2 separate regions of the Zea mays genome follow, and region 2 is linked to region 1. Evidence: chromatin contacts called from public Hi-C data. All regions are on one chromosome and are shown on one strand. Each heading gives the region's core, a stretch centred on a gene start, on an enhancer-like site or on the middle of the called end of the contact. The rest is flanking DNA. Distances are from core to core; before and after follow the strand shown. Region 1 holds the start of LOC541627 (ethylene receptor homolog 2). Region 2 holds the start of LOC100283694 (NAD(P)H-dependent oxidoreductase).

Evidence for each region. Hi-C and Micro-C count contacts between places; a contact is called where the count stands out from the background.
Region 2: a contact with region 1 is called in a Hi-C map of leaf, with 5 times the contacts expected there. The contact joins the promoter of LOC100283694 here to the promoter of LOC541627 in region 1. A contact is called at or near these places in 3 of 25 Hi-C or Micro-C datasets (ear, leaf and tassel).

The regions. Positions count from the first base shown.
Region 1 is chr10:103,366,394-103,372,024 of Zm-B73-REFERENCE-NAM-5.0, reverse strand. It overlaps LOC541627 (ethylene receptor homolog 2), which reads left to right and starts at 2,084. Exons shown (of 3, transcript NM_001111382.2): 1 at 2,084-2,542; 2 at 2,838-4,721; 3 at 5,192-5,631. The coding sequence starts at 2,943.
Region 2 is chr10:103,712,111-103,717,646 of Zm-B73-REFERENCE-NAM-5.0, reverse strand. LOC100283694 (NAD(P)H-dependent oxidoreductase) reads right to left here and starts at 4,073. Exons shown (of 2, transcript NM_001156595.1): 1 at 3,279-4,073; 2 at 1,705-2,374. The coding sequence starts at 3,995. The coding sequence ends at 2,150.

The DNA.
Region 1 (5,631 bases), core at 835-3,334:
GGCAGCTTCACACATATCACACTTTAGCCTCCTTAGACCGAAGCTAATCTTTAGAGGACTCATCAGCAAACCCTTGAAATCTTTCTAGTTCACAGAATCTACTTCAGCGTAGAACCATTCCTTCATCCAGTCCCCATGCAACTGTGTATTCGTCCAGTCCCCATGCAATTGTGGTAGTGACGGTGAGGACAAAGGTACTCTGATTAGGGCAGAACGTGCTCAAGAAGCTCAGTGATGGCGACACTTGCACTAGTGTGAGGGTGCAAGTGCCAGGAAGGAGGCAGAGCTCTCAGTGAGGTGATCAATCGGTGCTAGGGGTCGTCTTTTATAGGGCCATGCAATTGATGACATAAGGGCAGTGATGGTGAGGGTAGCATGGTCGGGTCGCCATTTTAATGCCGACAAAACTACTCGGGGATATGGCACAGATATCCGAGGAGGAAAATGGGGGAGCAATGATCGAGGTGATGTTCCGATCTCTCAGGGGCGAGATCGATGACAGTGTGTCCGTCGTGGAACAAAGAGAGAGCGGAAGGTTAGGGATGACATGTGGGTGTGGGTCCCACGTGTCAGAGAGTGGGGGTGCGGTTGATCGGTTCGCTCTGCTTGCCAGCGAGCGCAAGGAGGCAAGGCACGGGCGCGCGCTGAGGAGGCCACCTGGTTTGCACTATTTTGTTCTTTTCCTTTTTTAAAATTAAAATTTAAGTTTAATTTCCATATTCAAATCAAATAAAGTTCAATTCAATTCAAAATTTTCCATAAAACAACAAATAGGTAGTGAAATATTTTATCTATAAAAAATCCTTCCTTTCTCTATTTGGAAAAGAATATGTAAATTATGTTTAAAGAGAAGAGAATTTAAATTCATCTATAATACTTGTTATAACTGTACCATAAAAAAAGGGTGTTACATTATAGTATATTTTCCATCAAGTTAATCCAACACTTGTTTTGAGAATTAGCATTTTAGTTGCAGCAGTAGGAGGGGAGGAGAAAAGGCGAGACTACAGTCTCGTGCCGGTGAATTTTTTTGTCCAAACCAAAGTTTTTTAGACCCTACAAATACTACATTTTAAAATATAGAGCTTCTATATGTGCTCTTAAATACCTTTTGGCCGAAAATACCATGGTATGCTCAAATACCGAGCATTATCTTGAGACTAGAAAAATATTATGTTTCTAGAGAGGCCTAAACTATTCGTTAAACTCAAGGCTACCGTCTAGACATCCTCTATATGGGCTAGACTTCGGCCCAAGGTTAACCATTTCGTTTAGAATGCAAATCTTGTAATACACCGAAAATGAAATTCGGAGTGAAATTCGCTCAAATCCATTTAAGGTAGAATTTTAAATTTAAAAATGAAATTTGGTGTTTTCTCGACGAATTTCGGTGAAATTTGTTATTTTGGAACAAAAGGCATTGAAATTCGATCGAAAACCACCGAAACCCGGTCTAAAACACGATTTTCCGTTTTTATGAATTTTAATTTTTTTGAATAGCGAACTGAAACTTCCGAATTTTACACGAAAGCCAATTCACATAGAGGTCCAAAAATAGGGAAAACATTCCGAAAGTCTGCGAGTTTCGCTCGAAATTGCTAACTATGCTTTGGCCACACTGCTCTTCATAGAAGGGAAGTGAAAGCGATTTGGCCCAATCCATTTCCTCCTACAAATACGGGGTCCTCTCGTTAATTCCTTGGAGCTGAAGTGCAAAACTCAATAGCTGAAAGTGATTTGGCCCAACTCAATAGCTGAAAGTGATTTGGCCCAATTCAGTCCCTCCTACAAATACTGTGGGCCCAAGATATGCGGTGAAGCAAATGCTACTGCTTATATACCACCTAGCTCATAGCTGAATGGATCGAAAACCAGGGGAAGGCGCAGCGGTTTGCCGGCAGACGGGCGGGCCCAGGCCGAGGAAACAGGCAGGTGCATCCATCCAGAGCCACGCCGGCGAAACGCGGCGAACAGATCAGAGCACGCGAGAGTGGTGCAGCGAGGTTGAAGCAACGACCCGCATCCGGCCAGCCCCCGAGCTGCGCTGCTCTGCTCTTGCTCTCGTTCGTCCCACTCCTTTCTTCCCACCGAGGGGAGAGACAACCCCCTGGCTCCTGCCTGCTCGACGGACCCAAAGCATCGCCTCCTCTTCCTACCCCTCTCCTCAATCGGCTCGTCCGGTCGTCGCTTAGCGCCCTCCACCCGCCAGCCACCCCACTGCGACGCCGCGTTCTCCCCTTCTTCCGACGTCGCTGTCTCTCTCTCAGCCCAGCTCCAGGGGCGAGGCTGTGAAAGAAGAGGGAGGAAAGGGAGAAAAAAAGACCCTCTTTTCTTCCGTCGGCAGGCCTCGTGACCATGGATCCGCCGCCCGCCGGGCTCTCGACGCTGCCGAGGTCTGCTGGAGATCCGTAGCCAGCCCACGTGTAGACGGTTATGGTGCTAGTACCGGTGCCAACGCTGTGTTTCTTGGCGGGCGTTGCTGCTCCTCCTCCGCTTGAGGATTGCTGCTGCATCCGGCAGGAGGGATGGTCGGAGGCGGAAGGTGGGCGGCTTTTGACACTCCTCCGTTCTTCTTCGTTCTACCAATTCAATAACTATGTTTGGATTTATCGGAGGGGTTTATCGGATTTGGCTAAATCCCCTACTGCCCGAATTTTGGCGGACTGGTGATTCGATTTTGGCCGATAGATAGATTTCGATGCTACTTTTAGGAAAGACTAATCTTCACAGGGGGGCCTATCCGTCCCAAAGCAACGATTTGCTTTACGCCAGATCTTGATTTTGTGTGCCGCAGTTTGATTAACTGAAAATCTGTGATGGCCGTCTGGTGAATGCAGGAGCGTCGGCACCCGCAGCGTGGAATCGACGACGGGCGCCTCCAGTCGGTTCAGAAATGCGCAAATGCGCGTCTGAATGAAGCCTGGTTGGAGGTGGTAGAGCCGATGGTGGTGGGAACGGCACTGCTGCGCGGGGTTTCCTCCGCGTGGATCCTCCTGTTCCTCTCCTCCCTGCTCCTCTCGCCGTCAGCGGCGTCTGTCGATTTCGGCCACTGCGGCGGCTGCGACGACGCCGACGACGGCGCCCTCTCCAGCACCTATAACATCCTGCAATGCCAGAAGGTCAGCGACTTCCTCATCGCCGCGGCCTACTTCTCCATCCCGCTCGAGCTGCTCTACTTCGCCACCTGCTCCGACCTCTTCCCCCTCAAATGGATCGTGCTGCAGTTCGGCGCCTTCATCGTGCTCTGCGGCCTCACGCACCTCATCACTGTGTTCACCTACGAGCCGCACTCCTTCCACCTCGTACTCGCCCTTACCGTCGCCAAGTTCCTGACGGCACTGGTCTCCTTCGCGACGGCCATCACCCTGCTGACGCTGATACCACAGCTCCTGAGGGTGAAGGTCAGGGAAAACTTCCTGATGAACAAGGCGCGTGAGCTGGACCGGGAGGTGGGGAGGATGAAAAGGAAAGAAGAGGCGAGCTGGCATGTGCGCATGCTCACACAGGAGATCCGCAAGTCGCTCGACAGACATACCATCTTGTACACCACCATGGTTGAGCTCTCGAAGGCACTGGAACTGCAGAATTGTGCTGTCTGGATGCCTGATGAGACCAGGAGCACGATGATCTTAACACATCAGCTGAGGGAAAGGGATATAATGGACCCACAGAAACACTCGATTCCTATTGATGATCCGGATGTTCAAGAAATAAAGGCAACCAAGGATGCAAAAGTTCTTGGCCCAGATTCGGCGCTAGGGGTTTCTAGCCGAAGCAAGCATGAAGCAGGGCCTGTGGCTGCAATAAGGATGCCGATGTTAAGGGTGTCAAATTTCAAAGGAGGGACTCCGGAAGTGATGCAGACGAGCTATGCTATCTTGGTTCTGGTTTTGCCTAATGATGGTTCATTAGGGTGGGGTCGAAGAGAGTTGGAGATTGTTGAGGTAGTTGCTGACCAAGTTGCAGTCGCTCTGTCACATGCTGCACTCCTAGAGGAGTCTCAGCTGATGCGAGAGAAGCTTGCCGAGCAGCATAGGGACTTGCTGCAGGCAAAGGATGAAGCCATGAGGGCAGGGGACGCTAGGAATTCCTTCCAGACTGCAATGTACGATGGAATGCGAAGGCCAATGCACTCAATCCTTGGTCTCGTCTCAATGATGCAACAGGAGAGCATGAATCCAGAGCAAAGGCTTGTGATGGATGCCATTGCCAAGACAAGCAGTGTTGCATCCACACTGATGAACGATGTGATGCAAACATCGACAATGAACTGTGAGCACTTGTCTTTGGTCAGGAGGCCGTTCAACCTTCATTCCTTCATTAAAGAAGTTGTTGGAGTGGTCAGATGTCTAACTGGTTGCAAGGGTGTGGAGTTTGAGTTTCAAGTGGAGAATTCTTTGCCAGAAAGGATCATTGGTGATGAGAAGAGAGTCTTCCATATTGTCCTGCACATGGTAGGCACTCTAACAGACCGATGTAATGCTGGCTGTATCTCATTATATGTAAATGTCCATAATGAGGTTGAAGATAGGCATAATCATGACTGGATGCTGCGAAGAGCAAACTTCTCTGGGGGCTATGTATGTGTGAAATTTGAGATTAGGATTAGAAAATCAAAGGGCTATCTGTTGAGTTCATCAAGCAGTCAGATAAGTCAGGGATCCAAACCCAACAATTCTGAGATGGGGCTTAGCTTCAATATGTGCAAGAAGATTGTGCAGGTAAATCAAAATAATAGAATATCTTAAGCATTTATACCCGCAAATTTTTTTGTACAGCTAGGCACTAGCAGCTTAGACTTGGCCGTCACATAGATAGTTTGCTATACACCAATTGAACTGCCAAACTACAGAATGTGTTTAGTGGCTATAGTGTGGCCTTTTTGTGCAAGTGCTTGGAATATTTATTATCTCACCTCAAACTGGGCATACTGAGAGGACATATTGGTCCTTATGTTGAACTTACGTTTTAGTCATAACTATTTTTATGGTATTTCTTCCGTAGTATGTGTGACTTGCATAGATATATTTAATTGGTATGCTTGTAGTAGCCCGAACCTCAGCGACTCTATTTGATTGTTATGTTTTGGTTTGCAATTTGTTCATCCAGTTGTGGAAGTGGCCAATGTATACTTGATTTGATGTGCAATCATTAGTGTGCTTACTGATACGAGCCCTCCTTTGTGCTGCAGATGATGAATGGCAATATTTGGTCAGTATCAGATTCTAAAAGCATCGGAGAAACTATCATGCTAGTCCTCCAGTTCCAGTTGGAACCTGTGACTCCGGTCTCTGGAGCGTCCTCAGATTTGTACAGATCATCCGCAATTCCCAACTTTAATGGGCTCAGAGTCCTCCTTGCGGACAGCGACTGCACCAACCGAGCTGTAACTCACAGGCTCCTAGAGAAGCTTGGTTGCCGAGTCCTTTCGGTCGCTTCTGGCGTCCAATGCATCAGCTCCTTCGCTGCGGAGTCGTCCTTCCAGCTGGTGGTTCTTGATCTTGACATGCAGACGATGGATGGATTCGAAGTAGCCCGCGCGATCAGGAAGTTCAGTAGCAATAGTTGGCTGCCGTTGATTATTGCCCTAGCAGCAAGAATCGACGACAACATCCGGGATCGTTGCCAGAG
Region 2 (5,536 bases), core at 2,824-5,323, 340 kb before region 1:
TAATTCTCGGAAATTCTGGAGAAGATTTAAGTTTCCAAATTAACCCTAACTATGAGATCCTCTGGATGGGCCTCAAAAGATTTGGCTCCACAAGGTGTAAAGGTCATGCATTGCATAACTTATAAATCAAACGGGCGGTGGCGCGCGGGGGATGCGTAGAATAGGGGCACATCATATATATTAGTAAGTGTAAACCCAATAGGTAAACATGGATTAGTTACCTAGATTGACCTACCCCGTGCTAAAGCAATAATAATTTGAATTTGGTGCTTTCTTTTGTTATCCTTCGTGCATCATATAGATATTATGTGCGCTAGTTACGAGACTGTCCCTAATTGTTGTGAAAAGCATTGTGCAATAACAAAATAGTCTCTATGGATGCTGCTCCAACAAGTGGAATTGGTAAGATATTCACCAGAATTACAACTTTGCTACTAACAACCCTCTTTATGAGCGCTTTGGAGATTAGATGACAAATGGCCACAGATAGTAGAAAACTCACATTTCTGTGGATAGAGATTTCAAACAAGATTACACAACTCAAGTTGATAAGGGTGAGAACCTTTAAAAGAGGAAGTAAAGGCAAAGAAGGAGATCAAGGGCCTAGATTGAGTGCATACACCTATAGTTCATGCAACACCCTAAAATTCTAACTTAGGATTTTGGAGAAATTCTTCAAAGGTTTTGATATATATATATATATATATATATATATATATATATATATATATATATATATATATTCTTACCTTGGAAATTACTTCTCCTAAAATGAACACCTTTTCTAATAAAAGATCAAATGAAAAGATCACTAAGTGAATTAAGTTATCCCCTTTGTAGACCTATACATCGATAAGTACTCTCTAAAGAAGTTTAAGTAAATCATATCTTGATATAAACTATACAATAGAAATTATTTCCCTAAAATAAAGTACCTATGGGTAAATCATATAGCTGGAAGCATTTGCAAAAATAGGATAATAAATAGATAAATATAAAATATATAGTAAAGCATCCATGCTGGAGTTTTGATTGTGCATATGAATTTGAAATTTGGGATTCAAAACTTAGTTTTGAATTAAAAACTGAAATAGGAAACTGAAATAAAATAGAAAAGAAAAGAATAAATTAAAAAAAACCTATCCTGGGCCAAAATCCCTTGTCTCGGCCCAACTCACTCCCGTCCGCGAAATGTAACGTTTGAGTTTGACTATGAATACCTAATGGTCTCATTTATCAAAAGCTTTCTCAAAGCCAATTTTCAGATTAGTACTTTCTTCTCGGAGTGATGATAGAGGTGAAGTAAATGAAAAACTCATGCTAGGCAGTCTTGTATTGTACTTCCTTTAATGAAGCGATACTAGTTTGCATGCACCAGCTGCAAAATATCTAGATGACAAAAAGCTTGGTAATGCTCTTCTAAGAGTAATTCAACATATGGATCGATCTGTAATCATCCACAACTTCAGAGTTAGATTTCTTCGGAATTAGAGCAATACGTGAAGAAATTGGGCTGCTTATGTCCATAGAAGTATTGCAGAAGTCTTGAACTAGTCATACAAAATCTTGCTTATAATGCATGATGGCCAAACACTTTTTGATAGAGTCCATTGAAGCCATCTGGTCCTATTGCATGTCTATTTGACATGCCTTTTATCAACACATAAATGTGGAATATTTAGGTAGTTCAACATTCTCAAATATGTCAGAGATAACATCAGCTATGAATAAATAAGCCTTCTCTTGTATCTTTTCGGCAATGACTTTGTATATGTGGCTCATGATTACAATCTATCACTTAGATGGTGAATGCTGTTCATGTGATGAAATATGATGAGCTGGGATGTACTCGTCATAGGCCAAGCACTATCGATCCAGATATTTGGTTTAATGACACAAAATCAAGTTATTATTTGGCAAACTAAAGGTTGTACATGATCTAAGAAAAGCCCTAATAATCTTAATCACTAGCAGTACTACCACACCCAACCTAGCTAGAATGCAACAAAATGTATACTGACATGCAAGGCAATTGTCCAGGACCAACTGTTAGTCCACATTCATTCAGAGAGTATTCCGAAGATATTTCCCCACAGCAGCAAGCAACAACGATGTCGACAAACAATAGATACAACAGCTACATGGTATCTCATATCTCCCCGTCCCATAGCTCCTCCAAGGTCTTGTACGGCCCGTCTGGTGACAAAAAGAACTCTGCACGGCATGCTCTCCTCTGTGGAATCCCCATGATCTTCTCCTTGTCATCGACGCTCAACTCCCAATCGAAAAGCTCCATGTTTTGCTTCAACCTCTCCTTGTTAAAGCTCCTCGCCACAAAGCACACCCCTTGCTCGTGAAGCCACCTCAACGCTACCTACACATATAAATGGAGATGATGATCAGCTCATAAATAGGTCACAGCTGCATTGCTACAACATTTAAAAAAACATAGGGTGTGTTTGGTTCCTTTATTAGTCACCCTCCTAGACTTTAGTCCTTATAATTTTTATTTGGGAGGCCTCACTTAGTCATATTGTTTAGCAGCTTAAGAACTAAAAGTGACACTAAAATTTAGGAGGTGGCAACCAAACACCCCTTTAGTTATTCCAATAAACACAATTTTGTCTTTTTCTAAATAAAAAAAGTTATAAAGTAGGAGGAAGAATACAGTACCATGTCCTAAACAGTTCACCCAAATTAAACAGCTTATGTTCAATTCAAGAAAGGAATTATCTTGATTATTCAAAGAAACACTTATTGTGTGTATATATAAACAGTAGGGCTACATCATGTGATAAAACAGAAGAGTTTACCCACGTTTTTCCTTTTTTTAAAGAAGTGATTTATCTAAGTTGTGGTACTATTTATATAAACCATAGGAGTTAAATAATTGATTAGGTCACTCCTAATCCAACGACGACGTCCCAACCCAAAAACTATAAGACAGTTTTACTTGTCATGTCATATATAGATAATACATATAGAAACTTTGGTTTCCTTTGGATCTTGGTCTCTTCTTTCTCCTTCTTAATGCAAAGAAGCGCAGTTCGAGAAAAAAAGAAATACATATAGAAACCATACTCTAAGTAGCTAGTTTTTTAGAACAAATCTTATTTATTATTATATACATTTTCTCTTCTCCGTCATCCACTTAGAAACAGTTTTTTTATACATATAGAAACAGTTTTTTTATGCATTTAGTGGATATGGTCTATATTTCGATAATATAAAACCGACAATCCAATCTTTCCCCCTTTTGCTTTTAAATTTTTACTTACCTGAGCAATGGTCTTGCCTCTCCTGGCGGCGATGTCCTCCAGCGCGCCGCTTTCCATGACGGCGTTGGATCCCCACGCCGTGCCGATCGCGCCCAGCGGCGAGAAGGCGGTGACGACGACGCCGTTCTTGGCGCAGGCCTCCCTGACCTTCTCTTGACGCCAGCCGACGTTCACCTCCACCTGGTTCACAGCCGGCGGTACGGCGGCGAAGGCGAGCAGCCGGGACATCTTGGCCGCAGAGAAGTTGCTGACGCCGACGGACCTAGCAAGGCCGATGCGGTGGCACTCCTCCATGGCGTGCCAGACGCCTTCCATGTCGAACGGCACGGGCTTGTTGTTCTCGTCGGCGGCGACGGGCCAGTGGACGAGGAAGAGGTCGAGGTAGTCCAGGCCTAGGCGGGCCAGCGACTCCCGGATCGCGGGGAGCACGCGGTCCGGATGCGCGTCCTTCATCACGAGCTTGGAGGTGATGAAGAGGTCAGCGCGGGAGGTGACGGCCCCCGCAGCGACGGCGTCGGAGACGGCGGCTCCGACCGCCCCCTCCGTGCCGTACATGGAGGCCGTGTCGATGTGGCGGTAGCCAAGGCGGACGGCGTGGAGGATGGTCGCCGGCAGATCCTCCGGCGTGCTGGAGGAGCCGGTCCCGAAGCCCAGCACGGGCATCGCGTGGCCCGTGTTGAGCACCACGCACGGGATGCTTGCTGACACGCCGGCCATCGTTTGTTGGGCAGTTGGTCGGTCAAACGATGGGTTCGTGCGCTTCTTCGTTTCTAGGACTGGGCACTTTAAAATCGGAAACTGAACCGTACGTCGAACCAAACCAAAACCGAGCCGGCAACCCCGCCCCTCGATGTCCGGAGCCCCCAGCTGGCAGTCGGCCACTCCCCCAGTCGGACCCCCTCCGCTGGCTGCTGGCCCGCGTGGTAGCACCACCAGCCTCCACCCGCCGTTGCCACCGATTGGTAGGTGCCATCCAGCAGCCACGCCGTTCAAACCAAGTGCCAGCCGGTCGCCATCGCCAGCAACCCCGCCACTATTGTTGCTATTTGACCATTTCCATCTTATTCCACTTTTGCTCGTGTTTACAGCTCCCTCCGTCCCTCACCTGCTCCATCCGATCGAATACGGATGTATATCACTGAAACCATATTTGTTTTTATATTTTTATTCGGATTCAAAATTTATACGGATAACTTCGGGTACAAATATTCTCAGATACAAATACAGATAGTTATGTCAAATACGTAACTAGTTAGACATGGATATTATCGGTAACGAATTTTTTATCGGATATCGTGTAAAACATAGTTCCACGCATATCATGGTCATAGTTGTAATCATGTATCCACTCCTTGAGTCCAAACATTTTTAGCATTATATGTGTACATATGTCGCGTTTTTTTAAAAATTCGTGAATTTTAAGCTATTTGCGTATTATTAATTTAATTTGCATAAAATCATCAAAATGTAAATAAGTTACCAAGACTAATAAACATTATATAAGAATATAACCTCAAGCTCCACATGAAAATGATAAAGTGAAGTATTGATTATGTTCAAACTTGGATACTTAGTGTGATTTCACGTGTAATTCACGCAACAAGTGGAAGTGAAATGAAAGAAACACTAGCATATTGTGGATTTTATGGTCCAAATATTTTGGAGGGTTATATGTGAACATATGTTATGCCTCCACAAAAAATAATGAAGTTCTGAGGCTATTTGTATATTATTAATTTCTTTCTAAAAAATCAACAAAATGCACACATATATCCGGATAAGATATCCGGATATCCGAGAAGATTTATCCGAGAAAATATTCGGATATTCGATATCCGATAGATATCAGACATATTGTATTCGAATTCGATATCCGATCAGAATATCCGTATTCGTATCTGTTATCCGAAAAAGTCCGGATATCCGAAAATTCCATCCGAACAAGTGTTCACCATCTTCGAATCTGGATCTGGACGGATGTTTCCGAACCATATTACATCCCTAGCTGCTCCAGTGCTCATGGGTCTAAGGCTTCCAGCCGACCAGATCAATCCCATTTTCAGATCCGGTACAACGATGGCAGCGGCAAGCACATATGTATCCTCCAATGTATGTGAAAGGGAATTAGGCTTACAGCTAGTTCCTAAATGATTTTGGTGGTTGAATTGCCCAACACAAATAATTGGACTAACTAGTTTGCTCTAGTGTATAAGTTATACAGGTGTCAAAGGTTCTCAACAAGCCAATTAAAAAGACCA